Regions from separate parts of the Anas platyrhynchos genome. Here region 1 is linked to region 2. The links are chromatin contacts, called in public Hi-C maps. All regions are on one chromosome and are shown on one strand. Each heading gives the region's core, a stretch centred on a gene start, on an enhancer-like site or on the middle of the called end of the contact. The rest is flanking DNA. Distances are from core to core; before and after follow the strand shown. Region 1 has its middle 42 kb from the start of CPXM2. Region 2 has its middle 43 kb from the start of GPR26.

Region 1 (5,569 bases), core at 2,600-5,099, 190 kb before region 2:
AACTACTTAGAGGAGTGAGAATGGATTTTTTTTTGTCAGTCTAAAAAAAAGTATTATGGCAACATGAATCAGAAAGTCAGAATCAATTCACCACTAAAATTTTCACTCTATATTTTATTTATACTACACATTTCTGCTAGCTGTTCTCTGAATTAGAATCAACGCCACATGGCCAGTAAAACTTTATGGAAATTTTATTAAACATAACTGCTATGGACACACATTTCTGTATTTCTGTTTAGTTGCCAGCTACAACCATGATCTGATACTATCTTAACCAACCCTAAATGCTAATGAGTGTCGTTTTCATTTAGTGTGAGCATCAATTCCCTAAACAAATCATATGCACTAGTTTGGGCATGGTGCTGAACATTAATTTCACCAATGGCCAGGGAGCTTCTCTATGTCCATTGCCTACTTGTACAATGTAAATTAGAACGTGCTTCAAGGTCAAAATTTCTGCCCTAGGTTGAATCAGCCCCAGCACACTGCTAGATCACAATCTTGCCTAGTTATGGCTCACAGGAAGGGGAAAGGTTGAGGGTTCCCTGTGCAAAGGAGGACAGTGATGGCATCTCAAGCAAGGATAGGTTCAACATAGAGCCGTTGGTGCTCAAGGAACCACCTTACGACACTGGGTTATTGAAAGGCTAAATATTAAAAAGTAGAAAATTAAAGAGGGCATCTCTTGGGAGGTTTAGGGGGCAGGGATGGAGGTGGTGGTGGTAAGGATTTTGTTGTCTGGTACAGACTGGAAAAAAATATTGAACTGGTGACTCAGAATAAAATAAAATATCATTTGATCTTCCTGAGTAATGGCAGGTGTCAGACCCCTTTTCAGTACCACTGCCGTTCAGTGGCTTCACTCTGGCCTCACAGCAAATCTCTACACGTGACAAGGCTCATCCAAAAATTTTCCAGTCTCTTTACCTTCCTGTTGACAGTTCTAGACGTGAAAGAATATGATATTCTTGTTGTTATGCACTGTAGCCTTGACTTGTCCTACATCCCAAGAGCAGTAATTTGCCAAGAATTTAAACTTACTATCAGGACAATATGTTTTCGTGTTTGCCAAAGTGTAGCAGTGGCTCTTTGCACAGAGCTCAGAAAATGTGTGCTTCATTCCCTATTTACTCTTATCTCTGCTGAACTAAAGTAATCAGGCGAGGATGCAGCCTTCCTGAGCCCAAAGGCACTGAGGAAAGGGTCGTTTCCAAATGTTCTTGCTGCTACTGCAGAAGAATGCGAAATGTGCTTTCTGTAAGACCTTGCATGCTCGGGCCAAGCACGTTGGCTGGCTGGAAGACGCACAGTGAAAACAAAGGCTCTCCTGCTAAGAAAAACAGGCACTGATTTACAAAGAAAATGATACGCTGTTATCTGCTGAGTCCAGAGCACAGGCTTGTGTGCCTCAGCTAAACAAACTGAAAACAAGCAGCGGGGTTGTCACGGATCTGAATACAACTTTCTGCTAAGAAATTAATCCATCTTCCAACCAACGCTCTTTTATTATAGACGAGGCACAAATGTGGTGCAAAAAAGTAATAGATATCTCCCAACAGATAGTCCTGCCACAGGCAAGCCCAACCAGGCTTTTCTGAGCAGTAGTTTTCTAACAGAAACGCTGGTGTTGCAGTACCATCTTGTGGCTAACGTGTGCCATAGGTTGTGGGTTTGACTTTTTTTTTTTTTTTTTTTCATTGAAAAAGGAAAAGGCAGGTTAAAAAAAAAATCCAGTTATTTTCAGATGTCCAAAGGGCATCAAATGCCCAGATTTTCTGGCTCCATTTATTGTAGCGGTGCTTCTAAGTATTAATACATGCATATCATTGCCATTAATACACTTGCCAGACTGCTGTCCTGAGAATCCTGGCTTACAGAGGTACTGCTACAGACTTTGATCCACACTTCTCTCTGGACCAGCTCTCTGGCACGGCCTCTGTCAAGGGAAGGATGTCAGCAGCAGCAGAGGCTTGAGAGATTTTGGCAGTGTCATGCTGGGGACCCCTGCTTTTAAGTCACGGCTCCTGTGGAAACTCTGCCTGCTCTCTGTGCTGCCTCCATCAACTGAAAGGCCCTTAAAATGATTGCCAGAGTGGCAGGGGCTTAATGGAGTTCGAGGCTGAAATCTGCCGTTGAAAATTAGAGTCCTGCTGTGTACACACTAAGCCCCAATTAACAGAAAATAATGTTTTAAAGAGGCACAAACAGCAATCAACGTATCGCATTTCACAGGAAGGAAATGCTTCCTGTCCCTCACCCTCACAGCTTCTGAGCATCCACTTGCTGAGCAAAAAAAATGCCTGTATAGGGCAGTGAGCTGGTTAATGCCTCTGGGGCTGGGGCACTAACAGCACTGCCTGGCACAGGATGCTCACACCAGAGCAGAGGGACCATGGGGACAGCAGGGGTCCCCAGCCCCTCCTGCTCCCCAGGTACATCCATCTGCCGTGCATGATCTAGAGGAAGAATGCTGAAAATATAACCCTAAGAGCTTTAAAATTGGCATTTAGTCACTGAAGTAGCAGTTGCTGGGGTAACAACTCATTGCATGGCAGTGGTGGCATTGCAAGTAGCATCTTCCCCAAGGAAAACACAGGCAAGCTATCATTAAGCCGTTCACTATTAAAACGGAGTGCAGACTAATTCACAGTTATTTCCTCCATCTGGCTGTAGTGCACACACTTAGAAAATGATCTCTTCTTCTACTTTAATAATGAATGGGAATGAGCAAAGGGAAGGGTTGAGCTTGCACTCAGAGCATTGCAGTAGAAGGAAAAACTCATCCTGGGAGCAGCTCCTAAAACTTTCTTTATTTCAGGCTCCAGGGGCCTAAACCACAGATGACTTGCAAATAATGTGAGCTTTAGCTTTTGATAAATCTAAAACCAGCACATCCCAATTATCAAATATTTTACATTTTATATTTTAAATTTCCCAGAGACCAAAGGCCTTATTCACCAGTGATGCTCACAGCACAGCCAACCAAGCTGGGTCTTTTCCCCCGGTTTTTGAACCAAGGACCAAAGGATGTGACACAACAGTTGCAGGAAGGTATAGGAGGGGGAGACATAGGAAAGAAGTCTTGCAGTTGAGTCAAATGAAATCCTGGAGTGGTGAGAGAAATCGATTGTGCAAAATTGCACTGAAGAAAATAAAACCAAGCAAGGTAGCCAAAAAAATAGAAGAAATTGGACAGAGAAATAAGCAGAAAGAGGAGAGACATGCAGCTGTCAGATGGAAAGGAAGAATTGATTTTTTGATCAGCTGAAAAGGCTTAGGACAAGAAAATAATGATATAACTTGGGGAAACCATGTTGCCTTGGCTGGAAAGGTATCAGCTGAGCTCACCAGGGACTGGGCTTTTTGTTTCGTGTTGTACTGGGAGATTTCACCTCAAGGTAAGGAGGGGTGGGATGGGATCTGCAGAAAGGCTCTCAGCTGCCTCTGTCTGGCTCGTAAAACAGCCACTCACTGCATTAATGCTTCGGAAGGAGCAAACTATATTAAAGGGAATAAAACAACTATATTATTATGGGGAAAGGGCCAACATAAAAACGGGAGCTATAAGACTGGGCTAAAAAAATCTGAAAGAGGGGCTAAATGCTGCATTTATAGCTAAGAAGAGGAAAGTGTTGGCATTAGGAGATTTTTTATTTTTATTTTTTTCTGTAATTTTCCCCTGATTGGTTCACTAAGGTGCACATTGGTACCGATCTGTACCCGCAGCATCACTGGGGCTTGGGGAGGGGGGGGTGGTCCTCCGGCACTGATTGTTGGGGAGCAGCAAGGAGCGGTGAGGCAGGCAGGACACCACAAGAGGGCAGGGCATAGCTGGAAATTCAGCCGGCATGCCTGGGACAGCTGCGGCTCACAGCCTGCAGAAAGGGTTTAGCGGAGATTTCCCTACAATTGCACCGAGGGGCAGAGGGAAGGCGGCTCTCAACGCCACACAACACAGATGCATGCCTAACGCAACATAAATCGTATGTAACCGAGCTCACCATAACCCAGCATAACACAAAGAGCACCTGGAGAATTAGGCAAAGGAAAAAAAAGGTGCACAGCTGGGCCATTTCCACCCTGGAGTGTATTAACTGAGAGTGCCATTGATGCTGGTCGTATCGTGGCATCGGCATTGCAATCCCCTTTCACCCTCCTGCGGGAGCCAGCCAGCACTGGGGTACCCAGCACATCTTCCAGGCTGCTCTGATCCATCCTGCCCAACACAAATCCCTTCTCAGAGCTCAACACGACCGATAAGGATTTTAAAGGTAATAAACAAAAATCCTCTTTCTTATTGTGATGGGCAAACCTAAGCCCAGATTCTGTGAATTTATTATTTTGGTGCATTATTTACATACCCTACAGGATAATATATCAGGAAAAACAGAGATGAAAAATTCTTCACCACTAAAAAATAGTTTTGTAGCAGTTGCACGCTAAACTGTCAGTTCAGTGTTTATTGAATCATTTAGAAATATTTTTAAATGCTGTGTTGCCTTACGTTAATATTACCAAACTGAGGGGAGCTGAAATATCCCCTGCCACAGCAGTACTACCAAAACATTGAAAAAGTTTCTTAGACTGAAAAAAACCACCTGGATTTAAGTAACACCTCTTAAACAGGGACATATGAGCCAATCCTTGAATCCCCGTGCAGCAGTGCTGCGTCATTTGGCCCAAGGTAAATCCTATAACACTTGTTCCCAACCCAAATCCACAGGAGCATGATGTGTGCCTTGATTCAACAGTTACGTTTCTCGAGCTCGATGTCAAACCAAGCATATTTCTTTGCAGCAGGTGGTGCTGCAGAGCAGACCTGTTCTTGTATCTGTGGCTGAGCTTTTAAAAAACTGTATTTGGAAAGTACTGAATATATACATTTACATTAAGCTGATTTTCAATAGTTTTCCATTCTCCTCTGTGTGTTACAGAAGTCTGTATTATTCAGTGAACACGCCAGTGGGTACGTGTTGCTGTGTAATTAAAGGCTGGGGGGCTGAGGCAGCGCAGCATGAGCTAACACAGGTATTTGAGACAGAACAATTCGGCAAGCAATCAAAATCCTAAGCTTTTGAGGCCAGAAGGTTCAAAGCACTTGGACTAGGCTACATGTACTAGCATGAGCATGATAAAACCTCAGGAGGCAGAAGCCGTAGGTGTCTGGCACTGCAGGAGGCAGGCTTTGCTGCAGTTAAACTCCTGGCAGAGCCAGGGGATTGGGAATTTTAGCACCATGAAGTCCAGGAACTGAAGTGCTTGAGGACTGGAGGACTCAGGATGGTGAGAGATGAAAGGTTCCAAGGGCAGTCCCAAGGGGTTGGTGGAGAAACTGGGGCTGGTGCCAGCCTGATTTGGTCCTTTGACTGTAAGGGGAGCTAAATAGTGAGAAATACTCACTGGTCACTGCTCTCGTGGAAGGGATCTAAGAATTTTTACACATTAATTATTTAAAATTTGAAGTGCACTTGCCTGTGGGTGCTTAAAAACTGTTTCTGCTCTTAGGATCACTTTTCTGAAGAGTTCACATTGTTCACATTTTCTTTATTTTCATGAATTCTATACT
Region 2 (5,403 bases), core at 700-3,199:
TCATTCGCTTTGGTCAGCTCTTGCTGGGGAAAAAAAAAAAAGAAAGAAAAAGAATGAGGAGAGGGGAGAAAGAAAAGAGAGAAAGAGAATGAGATAAGGACGGAAGAAAAAGAAAGAGGAACATGTTACTATTCTACAAAAACCCTGGTTTGCATTTGTTTTACCAGGATGGATTTATTTTTTATTTTTTTTTCATTTGGAAATTCTCAGCCCAAATGTTTTCTCATAAGGATAATCAAAGAGAAAACAAACAGGTAAGATATGACTTGACTTTCGTGAGTATACAGGAGGAGGTTCTGAATATTTGCTGAAAAAAAAAAAAAAAGTGAATCAGCAAGTTTGAATGATGAAGAAATTAAAAAATGGTGTTCATAAACAACTCTGGAAAGTAATGAGGTAAAGTTCAAGGAAAACACTATTATGAAGGTGCACTGTATCTGAGAGGCAAAAGTTGATCTATTGTGTTAGTTTTGTTTATGTTCTGTGGGTTCATGGTGCAGTTGCCAGCTGAGACTGTACAACCAGAGTGTGTGTCTACTCCTCGTCCTACAGCCCTTGCATATGCCACCACCAGCTGCCTCTGATACTGAATTTCCAAGAAAAGTCTCTAGGCAGGTTCCCAAGTCTGCACTAAATGTGGTATCTGGGTGGTTTTAGCTTTATATCCCTGCTATTTCCCAGCTGCTTGAATCTATAGATGGTATTAATGACCTTGGCCACTCATTTCTTAGAAATCTAAATTCTCTGGTCTTCATTTCTGGTGCATGTTGTTGGAGAGTTTCCTAATGCTGAGAAATCCTCCTTAGTGTATTTCAGCCATCACAAGTAATCAGAGGAACATTCATATGGTTATATCTCACTCAGTTATCCTCTTGTACAGAAGAAATAATCACACAGAAGCAAAAAGAGACAATCAAAAAATTGTTAGAGACTGTAACCCCAGGAACACAGGGGGTGCTGCAGGGTGTATTGCTGTAAATCATCTACAAAATGAAAGCAGTTGTCAGGATTTTTTATAAAGTCACAGTGAAGTGAAATATAAAAGACATTGAAAACAGGTATAACTGAGATAATTTTAAAGTTCTATTTTATTTAAAATACATTTTGTAAAGTATTCACAATTCAGAAACTTCTGCAAACACATTATACAGTGAGTATGTGTGACCTGTGTGAAACCTGGAATTGGAGAATTTTTTGGAAAGCTCTGTTTGAAGCTCAGCCAGGAATCATAGCAGCTTAACACAGGGGCTTGACCGAGACACTGTATTTAAGAACTGAGGAAGAACATTGTGTATTGACTCATCAGCCAAGCACTGATGAAGCTTGATCCTAATTTGCTCATGCCACCACAAACTTCATCACTGACCTTCCCTGCCATGGCTGTGCTGATGCACCCTTCACATCCTCAATGAGGAAGGGTAAGAGGTTCTAGGATTTTAAGGATGTCCCTACCAGACCCTAGAGAAAAACATTTCCAGCTCCATATCCAGGGTGCAAACTCCACAGCAGGACTGACTGGTGCTGTTGTATCCCTTTGTGGACATTTTCCTTCACATTTTTCAGGGTGGCTGACATTGTTCATAGTTTTCCTCACAGTTGCTTGGTTTGAAGCCAGGGCATGTTGTAAGCAAGGTGTGGGTGGTGTGGGGTTGTGCTGCCCCTGACCCCTAGGGGGATGATATTGTTGACACTCACTCGACACCCTCACATCTTCTTTAACAGGATGTATTAAATAATAACTCTTTCCCAGATCTATGCACCTAACCCTGGTAGTAGCACCTCAATGCCTGCCCCTCTCACCCCCCCATACGCCCTGGTAGCCAGCAGCTGGGCTGCAGAGAACCTTTTTTTTCCTTTAATCTCCTACATGGCCTCTTGGCCTCAGCAGTGCATATAACTCATAAAATCTGCAGCCTGTAACACCAGCAAAAAAAGAAAAGAAAAAAAAAAAAAAAAGAAAAAAAAAACTTTCTGGAGCAAAAGTTTTCCCTGCATCATGTTTATACCTTTGGGATAGCCACGGGCAGACCAAGGTTTTGATGTGTCTGGAAGTTAATAATATAGTAGCATGCAGCAAGCTCTCCTGAGTGGGGGATTTTGAGCAGCGTCAGGACAGAAAGCAAAGCGTCCTGCAGCACGGAGAGAGCGCACCAGCACCGCCTGCAGTGATGAAATTGCAGAGCTTGAGGGCTGCAGCCCCCCTCCTCCCTTTTTTGCCAGCACCTTCCTAAAGCATCTGGAAGACGCCCCTGGAGTCGCTTCCCAGGCGGGGAAGAGCGCGGCCGGAGGTCCCGATGGGGTCGCGGCAGGAGGCTGCAGCCGGCAGCGAGCGGCCCCGGCCCGGCGGCGGCTCGGCGGCCCCCCCGCGCGGCGGCAGCGGGGCACCGGCACCCGGCCGGCGGTGCTGATGCAAGGAAGGAGCCGGGGGGTGGCCGGGGCAAACGCTGGAAGAACGAGCGAGCCTCTCTCTGGCGGAGCAAGGGGGGAGTAAGGGTGGTGTCTGCGAGATCCCAAAGGTGAAAGGTCCCCGGGGATGTCGGTTCCTTAGCCAAATGCTCATCCTGCCTCTCTTGGAAACCATCAGCCTGCTCTGAGGACTTTTGTTTGTTCAGTGCTGCAGCAGCAGAGGAACTTCAAAGCCTGGTTTCCAGAGTCTAAAAAGACTTCCTCCTTACTAACATAACTAATTAAACATTACCAATTGCTAAGTAAACATTACTGATTACTAAGTAAACATTACTGATGTATTTCACACAATTAAACTATCAAAAGCCTGAGAGCATATTTCTTCTCTTACAGACATCTGTGGGGTTACAGACACCCTGTGCACGCAGCCTGGTGCACCTGCTTGCACCCCTTGGAAACCGTCTGATAAAAGGGATCAGTGCTCATGAACACCTGGCAGCTGCCAGCACAGCAGCAAACTTGGTTAAATTTATATACAGGGTGTGGGAAATTCATTTTCAGGTGTTCTACCCTTCTGGCATTGTGAGCCTGCACTTAGTCACTGAAGGATTGTGAGGTCTCACAGGAAATCCAACAGGAAGCTGGGAGCTGAACTTGGGGCTCTCAAACCTCAGTTATCATACAGATTATCTGAGCTTGGATGAATCTTGAAAAAAGGTGTTTCAGCAGGAAGAAAACAACCTTGGTTCCCTGCAAAGAGGAAAGAATATGCTGATATAGGAAGTTTTGCAGTGGGATTTCAGAACAGGATAAGAGACTTACATTCTGTTGCAGTCAAAGTCCTTGTAATTGCGCATGTTACCTTGTTACCTCCCCTCCATCCTCCTGTTGGAGCTCTCCAAACAAACACATTCAACACTTTAGGAAAAGTACTACAAATAAATACAGTTTGACTTAAAAGGGAGTTGCTGACTCATACCTGCACTAACAGGGCAAGATTTATACGTAAAGCAGTACCATGGAAAAGAGCAAAACTCTGTGCAGCAGGAGCAGGACTTGCAGTATCAACCTCGGGAAGCTTTTTCACCACAGAGATAATCTCAAATTTTATCTCAGCCACAGCATTTGTCTCATTAGAGACAGGAACATTCCCGTATCAGTTTTATTTCATTGTATTTCATACTGTTATGTCAGTCTTTTCCAATTCTTAGCATTTGCTTTTCAGAATGTTTCATATCTTGAATAAAAAATGAAGTAATAATAGAAATCAAACTAAAAATGGCCTGCACTTTTCCTTTCCAGATGTATCTGTTGAGCTGCATTGTAAATTTAGTGTTACTGGTCTAGTAGTTATTTTAACTGCTGCTTGGCTTCAGTCCTGTTGATATGTTGGTTATTTTTATATATGGTAGGCCATTTGTGTGACTGATTTTACAATTCATGCTGCCTGCTGAAGGACATCCCTTGAAACAGACCTCATAGCTGTATTCTCAAGATGAAAGCAATTGGACAGAAGTACCATTCTGAAAAGAGGGACCTCTATTACATTTATTTTTTTTCTGAATTGCTTGCTCAAGCCAATTGGTTGGGTTATTGGAAGAAATGAAACAGGGAAAAATTGATAGGATTCAGGTGTTGGTGCGTGGCATTAAAGCCATTTCTTATCCCTAGTAAATGGTGGCTGTTGGATCAAATTCCTGTATATGGCCAAAATATAGTACAAGGGAGAAAATGATTATGCTTATCATGCTAGCACAGGGTTAGGGGAGGTGAATACAAGTGCATCAAGAAAGCACAACCAAATTACACGGGGTTGTTATTTTAGGCAGCCAGTTGCTCAGTCTCCCCATCCATGGATGCTTCAATAACTGTAATTTCACAGGTAAGTTGTATTTTAGGGGCATTTTAGGTGTCAATATGAAAAATCAGGAACCAGAAGGGAAAATACCAAAGGCTGGCAACAGAAATAGACTTTACGTTGGCAAGGGCGGTTGTTTAGCTTTTTTGTTAATGCTCTTGTGAGATAGGACTGATTTTCAGTAACAAAGAGGCCTGCTAAATTCAGTGAAATCCTTTTAAATACTTGTAACCTGTATGTTAAGGTGATATGGCAATGATTCCTTGAGACTTGTAAGCAAGTGTACAACTGCTTGCCAGAAATGACTCCACTAATGGGGACTTGCCCTGTTCTTAGGTGCATCTTGCATCTGTATGAATTTTGAGGGGATGATGGGACCTGACTCTGTGATACATTGGACATTTCTGCCCTCCTTCATCATCTGCAAACAAAATAACCCAGACACACTGTGGGAAGGATGAGATATGCTCTGGGTGAAAAAGCACCTCCTTTTGCACAGTTTGAACCTGCCTCGTGGTTTCATCTGGTATTCCTTGGTTCTTGCACTCAAAGAGACTGAGCAAACCATCTGTTGGTCTCTTCCTCTATGCCACCTCTATTAGGTGATTTTCAAAGCAGTCCATAGTGAGTCACCCAGGGAAAGATGCTCTCTTTCAACAAGTGCCAAAGCACTTTACACATCTGTTGAGCCGTATCTGGTCAGACCTGATGCATACTTTGGGCTGAATAAGCCCCAGCTGGCAGAGCTTGAGCTCAGTGAAGAGCTAGTGAGGTACCACTGGGAGGTTAATGGGGAGGAAGGCAGCAGTGTGATGCTCCTGCTGAGGACTGCTGGAGTATCCCTACCCTTCCTACAGGCAAGTTCATCAACTAAGTCATAAATCATAGGTTGCTGTCATCCCAGGTGAAATATGAATGCATATTTTCAATGTCTGCTCAGTTCAGTGACTGCAACTGTTTCTCTCAGATGTGGATCTAAGTAAACAAGCCCATTACAAATAAATATACAACATGTAGAAAATACAGTCATTTTCCAAATGAGAAAGGAGCCCTGTTTATAAAATCTCACTCTGAAAACTGTAATCCATCTGGATACACAAAACACACTATTCGTATGCTCCACGGTAAGTGTATTGATT

Evidence for each region. A called contact is a pair of places that touch in the nucleus more often than the background predicts.
Region 1: a Hi-C map of F1 follicle shows a contact between it and region 2, with 4 times the contacts expected there. The contact joins two enhancer-like sites. A contact is called at or near these places in 2 of 8 Hi-C or Micro-C datasets (F1 follicle and subcutaneous adipose tissue).

Annotation. Positions count from the first base shown.
Region 1 is chr6:37,528,196-37,533,764 of IASCAAS_PekinDuck_T2T, reverse strand. No RefSeq gene overlaps it. Among named protein-coding and RNA genes, the nearest start is that of CPXM2, 42 kb to the right of the region's middle. Within about 2 kb of position 3,849, at least 1 of the 8 cell types and tissues checked has an H3K27ac peak or open chromatin away from gene starts, as enhancers often do. A contact at or near this core is called in F1 follicle, where this site is marked.
Region 2 is chr6:37,335,602-37,341,004 of IASCAAS_PekinDuck_T2T, reverse strand. No RefSeq gene overlaps it. Among named protein-coding and RNA genes, the nearest start is that of GPR26, 43 kb to the left of the region's middle. Within about 2 kb of position 1,949, at least 2 of the 8 cell types and tissues checked have an H3K27ac peak or open chromatin away from gene starts, as enhancers often do. A contact at or near this core is called in F1 follicle, where this site is marked.